Linked DNA regions of Pan troglodytes: region 1 is linked to region 2. The links are chromatin contacts, called in public capture Hi-C maps. All regions are on one chromosome and are shown on one strand. Each heading gives the region's core, a stretch centred on a gene start, on an enhancer-like site or on the middle of the called end of the contact. The rest is flanking DNA. Distances are from core to core; before and after follow the strand shown. Region 1 overlaps RPS6KA2 (ribosomal protein S6 kinase A2). Region 2 overlaps RPS6KA2 (ribosomal protein S6 kinase A2).

Evidence for each region. Capture Hi-C pulls out chosen DNA fragments and counts their contacts.
Region 1: a contact with region 2 is called in a capture Hi-C map of stem cell-derived neural stem cells, with 2.4 times the contacts expected there. The contact joins two enhancer-like sites. A contact is called at or near these places in 1 of 7 Hi-C or Micro-C datasets (stem cell-derived neural progenitor cells) and 1 of 1 other capture datasets (stem cell-derived neural stem cells).

The regions. Positions count from the first base shown.
Region 1 is chr5:178,845,093-178,848,212 of NHGRI_mPanTro3-v2.0_pri, forward strand. All of the region lies in intron 3 of RPS6KA2 (ribosomal protein S6 kinase A2), which reads right to left. Among named protein-coding and RNA genes, the nearest start is that of RPS6KA2, 130 kb to the right of the region's middle. Within about 2 kb of position 1,744, at least 4 of the 24 cell types and tissues checked have an H3K27ac peak or open chromatin away from gene starts, as enhancers often do. A contact at or near this core is called in stem cell-derived neural progenitor cells and stem cell-derived neural stem cells, where this site is marked.
Region 2 is chr5:178,621,359-178,624,546 of NHGRI_mPanTro3-v2.0_pri, forward strand. All of the region lies in intron 5 of RPS6KA2 (ribosomal protein S6 kinase A2), which reads right to left. Among named protein-coding and RNA genes, the nearest start is that of MPC1, 130 kb to the left of the region's middle. Within about 2 kb of position 1,628, at least 10 of the 24 cell types and tissues checked have an H3K27ac peak or open chromatin away from gene starts, as enhancers often do. A contact at or near this core is called in stem cell-derived neural progenitor cells and stem cell-derived neural stem cells, where this site is marked.

The DNA.
Region 1 (3,120 bases), core at 494-2,993, 220 kb after region 2:
ACTGAATTTAGATCCAATTTCTGAATTATATCATTCACAAAAAGACCATCTTGGATTAAGTTTCCATCAAACTTGGAGAACTCTGAGAAGGCCCTAAGCGTGTCCATGCTGGAGAAGCTTTGGCAGGATAAGAAGAGCTGGAAGGGGCATCCTCCTGCCCAGCCACTCCGCTTCAGGCTGTGCTGCAGAGAAACTTCTGCACCCATCAACAAGGAAATATGTTTATAGCAATTATTTGCAAAAGCAAACAACATGACACAAAACAAAACAAAAAACTGAAACAATGTGAACATCTATAGTAGGAATTGACAATACTCTCACGGTGGACTAGTCTCCATTTAGGGCAGCAGTCCCTAATCTTTTTGGCACCAGGGACTGGTTTTGTGGCAGATAATTTTCCATGGATGAGGGTGGGGGACAGTTTCAGGATGATTCAAGCACATGACATTTATTGTGCACTTTATTCCTATCCTTATGACACTGTAATATATCATGAAATAATTATATAACTCACCATCATGTAGAATCAGTGGGAGTCCTAAGCTTGTTTTCCCGCAACTAAACGGTCTCATGTGGGGGTGATGGGAGACGGTGACAGATCATCGGGCATTAGATTCTCAGGAGCGTGCAACCTAGATCCCTCGTGTGCACAGTTCACAATAGGGTTCAAGTTCCTATGAGAATCTAATGCTGCTGCTGACCTGATAGGAGGCAGAGCTCAGGCGGTAATGCAACTGATGGGAAGCAGCTGTCAATACAGATGAAGCTTCGCTCACTCACCTGCCACTCACCTCCTGCTGTGTGGCCTAGTTCCTAACAGGACATGGTCTGTGGCCGAGGGGTTGAGGACTCCTGATTTAGGAAAACACTACAACAGACAGCTCTGAAAAGCTTCGTAAGAAAGAGGCAGCACACTGGGTGATTTATAGGTACAAATATGATCCAACTGAATAATGTACTCATTGTTAAAAATAGGTGTAGGTTCCCAAGGGATAAAGACCATGGTAAAATTTCTGGAACAGTCAGACCCCTCGACCAATGCAGAACAGCTGATTTTCTAGTTATTTATCACCGAAGTAAGGCTGAACATATACAAGTAAGTTGGACATAAAATCTACTTGTGTGATATTATCTGTTTCAACATCAGAAAATTATTGGGGCTTACAGAGCTGAGGACATTTGGACTTTATGTCTTACATGACAGAGTTAAAGTTATTTGTCTCAAAGTATATTCAATCCACTGGGTCATTTTGTTCTGTTCTTTCTTGGATGCTACTTCAAAGCAGTGATCTCCACTGAGATTTTCTCAAGAGTCCCGTGGCGTCATTCTGTACAGCAGGGGCACACCGTAACTGTGTGTTGCCTGAAGACTATTCTCAGGTGATTTTCACATTAACCCTTTACTTCTGCCACCTTGCTATTTGCCACTTAGTGTCATTAACAGATTGGATTCCATAATGCTCCCCATGTCCTTTTCTTCCTATTCCTTTTGATTTCTCCAGTAAAATATATCCAAACTCAACGGAAGGTCACAAAATATCAAGATTCCATGTCTTAGGGAAAGTGAAGATCATTCCATTTTTTTTTCCTGGCAACAAAAAACCCACTCCAAAGTGTGCAAAACTCTAAGATACCATCCACAGTTCATCCTGTCCAGACAGCGGGCCTGCATCCATGAGGCTGGCCCAGGGTCGCCACCCACCCTGCCCTGAAAGCTCTATGGCCTGTGTCAGTGTATCAGGAAGTGAGCTCTCCTCTCAGCTGGAAGCAGGAAGGCCAGAGAGGCTGACTAATGATGGGAATTTCAGAGGGAGCCCGAGAAGCCTTTCTCTTCCAGTTGTAAAGTTCATGAATCACCATCCAGCTGCCAGTCATGATGGCAAGAGGAAATGAAAACAGAATATCTCCTAGCAGAATTGACAAAATGGGAAAATCCCTGAAGACATGTACTCCCAGAACCATAACCGATGCAGGGGGTGGGGAGGGAGGGGCTGGGAAGGGAGAAAGGGGGGCAGGAAGGGAAAGAGGGCAGCAAAGCGCATGGAGCCTACGCTTTTTTACAGACGCAAAAAGATAGATGCACATTCTTTGTCAAGTGTCACAAACGAGGTCCTTGATTTTCAATTTCCCCGCAATCCTGGCTAAGATGCACAATTTTTAAGACATTCCTCATCAGTTGCCAAATATTGATTATTCTCTGTTTAGTCTACAATGAACCAGATCACACTTGTAATATTATTTAGAAGCAAATAAATCTGTAAGGCTATTGGCGTCTCTCCCTAATAAATCGTTTGGCTGCCATGACCCTTCACCCCAGCGGCAGCCTGGTGTGATAATTGGTAGGTAACCAGTTTGCTTTTCACTCTAAAAAGTGCTTAATTGTCTCCCTTAGATTTGTAGGCATGCATAGCCAGACACCTCGAGAAATGACTCACGCCTTACTCATTTATAATCAGCATCAAGCAGACAGTGAAAAATCTATAAATTAGAGATAAGCATCACACTCCAGAGGCATTAAAGAGAATTCTAAACGTCTCCTTTGCAAATTGTTCAATTAAAAACAGAATGAGCTTTTTCACAGGAAACTACTACTGACTCCTTTTAAGCTTCTAAGACATTCACTGAGGGGCCCCTCCCAGCTTTCCAGGCTAACGTCAGGATAATCACCCCAGGTACCTGGGTCATGGATCTAACTCCTGTGATGCTATAAAGGACTCTGGTGACGGTTCTGAACTTGACAAATGCCGTACCCAAAATAGTATATTCCCTGTTTAGACGAACTCTAAATTAAACTCAAATCCCTTTGGTTATTTTTAAATCTGTATTAGTTATTTTCTCATAAACAGAAATAACTTTGATTATGAAACGAAGCTATTTCTCATTGTGAAAGAAATAAAAAATACAGAAGAGTATACAAAGTAAAATAAAAATGTCATGCCATCGCTCAGAGAGAATCCTTTTAATGTTGTGTACATCCTCCTAGAATTGATATGCATTCATACCATATTGTACTCATTTTTAAATAAGTACTATTTTTGCTATATTACTGTCTCATGACCTGCCTTTTGCATTTAGTACATGTGGATATTTCTTCCCTATCAATGAACATACTGAATGCTA
Region 2 (3,188 bases), core at 378-2,877:
TTTGGTTTCCTCATATACAAACCGGATGAGATGGCTCCCCCTCCTGGGGCTGCCTAAGAAACCTGTGCAGTGATGTGTGTGCCACAACAACACGGGGCCCGCCCACACTGTGCCGCTTCAGGTGTCATTGCAGTGACACCTTTATTATATGCTCAGATCCCCTTTTTTTCTTTTTCTTTTTTTCTGATCTCTCCTGGCTGTCCCACTGCTCTGCCCATCCCCCTTCTAACCCCAGACCCTTGTCATCACAGTGGTCCTGTGACATTCCTTAGAGCAGGGGTGTCCAATCTTTTGACTTCCCTGGGCCACACCGGAAAAACTGTCTTGAGCCACACATAAAATACACTAACACTAGCTATAGCTGATGAGCTTCAAAACATCACAAAAAATCTCATAATCTTTTAAGAAAGTTTACGAATTTGGGCTGGGCTGCATTAAAAGCTATCCTGGGCCCCATGTAGCCCACAAGCTGTGGGTTGGACAAGCTTGCCTTAGAGTCTAGACAGGCATCGAGTAGGCACCCAGCAGGCAGTGCTGTGGGCAGAGCTGGGGGATACTAGTGTCTCCCCTAAACCTCAGCACCTCCTTCCCCAGTGGTCCTCGCAGTTCCTAATCCCTTGAGACCAAAACACCAAGGTGGAGGGTGCGGGAGTGACTGCTTATCACTTCTGCCCAAGGGGACACAGGAGGTCCTTCTTCTGCCTCAACTAACGGAATCAGGATTTTATTGCTTAAAAGACCTTGGGGAGCATGCAATTCAACCCCATGTTCTTACAGAAGAGGAAACATGCTCACTGCAGTAAAAAGCATTGCTTAAAGTTAGGTAGCTCCTGGTAGCCTGGAGGAAGGAGACCCCTGCCTGCCCCCCTCCACTGGGTGAAGGCCTGGCGTACGTCCCAGCCAGCATGTGAGCACTGTCCTCACTGGACACGGGGGCAGCATGGACTGTGGCACGGAAGACAAACGCTGGGGAGGAAAAGGGGGAAGCAAGCAACCTGGGTTGAAGGAGATTTAATGAGAGGGGCCATGAATGGAAACCACTGTCCCAGTCGTTAAAGTGGAGCACTGTGTTCAGAAGCCAGGATAGTGCAGAACACTTTCAAAGAATACAATTTTGTACCCCTGGCTATGATTTTCTCTCTAGAGTAATGACCCCGGACTTTAGAGATTCTTTTCTTCCTTTCTGATTGTAGTCATTGTGTGCAAACCTTTTCAGAAGGCTCTCCTGCAGAATTTAGTCTTGCACCCGCTCCTGTTTATCATTTGTGAGTTCATGTCTTAGTGATCTGGATTCTGCATGCTGGTCAGAGTAGTTTTTCTTCTCTATGTAGGTGAACTGGAAAATAGGCCATAGGATCACGGATTTTGGGGAGATGTGGGAGCAAAGGTAGGCTCGGTCTTCCTAGCCCTTTTGCAAATCAGACAGCTGAATGGTGAGGTCACAATTCTTGCCGCTTGGCCTCAAATTCCTTCCTCCCCCACCTCTTCTCCTGGCCCACTCCTTTCCCATTGCTACTTCTCAGTCTTCTTTGTGCTGGGTGTTTGGAATGTGAAGAGGCAGGCTCTGCCCTCCAGGAAGTGAGAGCCCCGTGGGGAGATGCCCTGTGGTGATGGCAGCAAGCGGCCACCAGAGGGTGACCAGTCCCACCTCTTGTGTGCTGGGGGACCTGTGCATGCTGGGGGAACTGGAAACAGCCTGGGAGGTTTTCACAGAGGAGGGGCTAAGCCTTACAGGGGACCCGGGAGCCTCCAGGTGCTTGGGCAGGAAGATACAGGCCAAGGGATGGCCCTGTAGGGTGGCAGCTGGGGTACCTTCAGGGATGCCAGTGGGCTGGCGCACAGAGCTGCAGTGCCACACTGATGAGGCCTGTGGGCAGGGACATGGGGGCCTGGGGAGCCAAGAGACCACGGACAGGACTTTCACACAGCACATGTTTAGGGCCTCTAGATTTAAGAGGTCATGTGGAGGATGCAATAGCAACATGGCCGGAATGGACAACGTGGCTAGAATGGGGCAAAAGGATACTGCTATCCAGCCCTGCAGAGGGACAGATCTGGCCTGGAGGAGGGAGAACTGAGACCTCAGGACCTCTCAGCTGCTGAGAATAAAAAGAAGGGAGCTGCATCATCCTAGCCCTCTGCCTGGGCGACTGGTGGAGAAATTAGCCAGGAGAGAAGTCAGGTGGTGGGCAGGGAGAGAAGAGGCCACCTGCATTCTCGGCCTGTTGAGTGCTGGGGACATGCAGGGCTCAGGAAAAGACTTGGTTTGGAGCTTTGCTGGAAATACAGATGCGAACGCCCACCCCACAGCAGCAGCCAAGGGTGCCCAAGGACAACCGGAGGATATGTAGGATGAGAGTAGGACCATGGTGAGGACCTCAGTGGGGTTACTGTTGTTCTGGGGAAGGAGGGAGAGAGGATGCCCCATGATGTGGTCCACAGTGGGAAGACCTGGAGGAGACAGACAGAGAAATCAGGAAATGTGAAAGAAGTGTTTGGTGGCAGCAGATGCTCAAGACAGTCCACCAGGTGGGGACTGCAGGAGGCCGCTGGTGGACTTGCATGACTCATGGCCGATTCATCAGGGACGATGTGATGAGGACATCGCTCATCCCCAGGGAGGGGCCCGCAGCTGGGTCTGTGATGCGGTGGGTGAGTGAAGTCAGCATCTGTGTAACCCCTTGGTGTGACTTTTAGAAGCTCTGATATACTTTCTTATTAAAACATTTTATCCATTCATTCTTGAAAAAATAGTTCCTGATGTAGATAAAAATAAGAGACCTTGTTTTATTAACCATGACTGCAGTTATGCACCAGAGAGGACACTCTGAAGGGCAAAACCTCATATCAGCATCGGCGTGACGTCATTAGGATGCTCTCAACACAAGCTGGAGATTGCCGAATGGAGCTCTTGTATCTACTACCCTGGCTCTGCAGCAGAGGAGAATGAATGTAGGGAGGAAAAGCAAAATGATTCACAGGGAAAATGTTACAAAGAATGTCTCTGTGAAAGGAAAATAAATCCTGGGCCCCCCACATCACTAAGCTAAAGGGAAAAGTCAAGCTGGGAGCTGCTTAGGGCAAATCTGCCTCCCATTCTATTCAAAGTCACCCCTCTGCTCACTGAGATAAATGCAGATCTGATTGCCTCCTTTGGAGAGGCTAGTCAGAAACTCAGAAGAATGCGA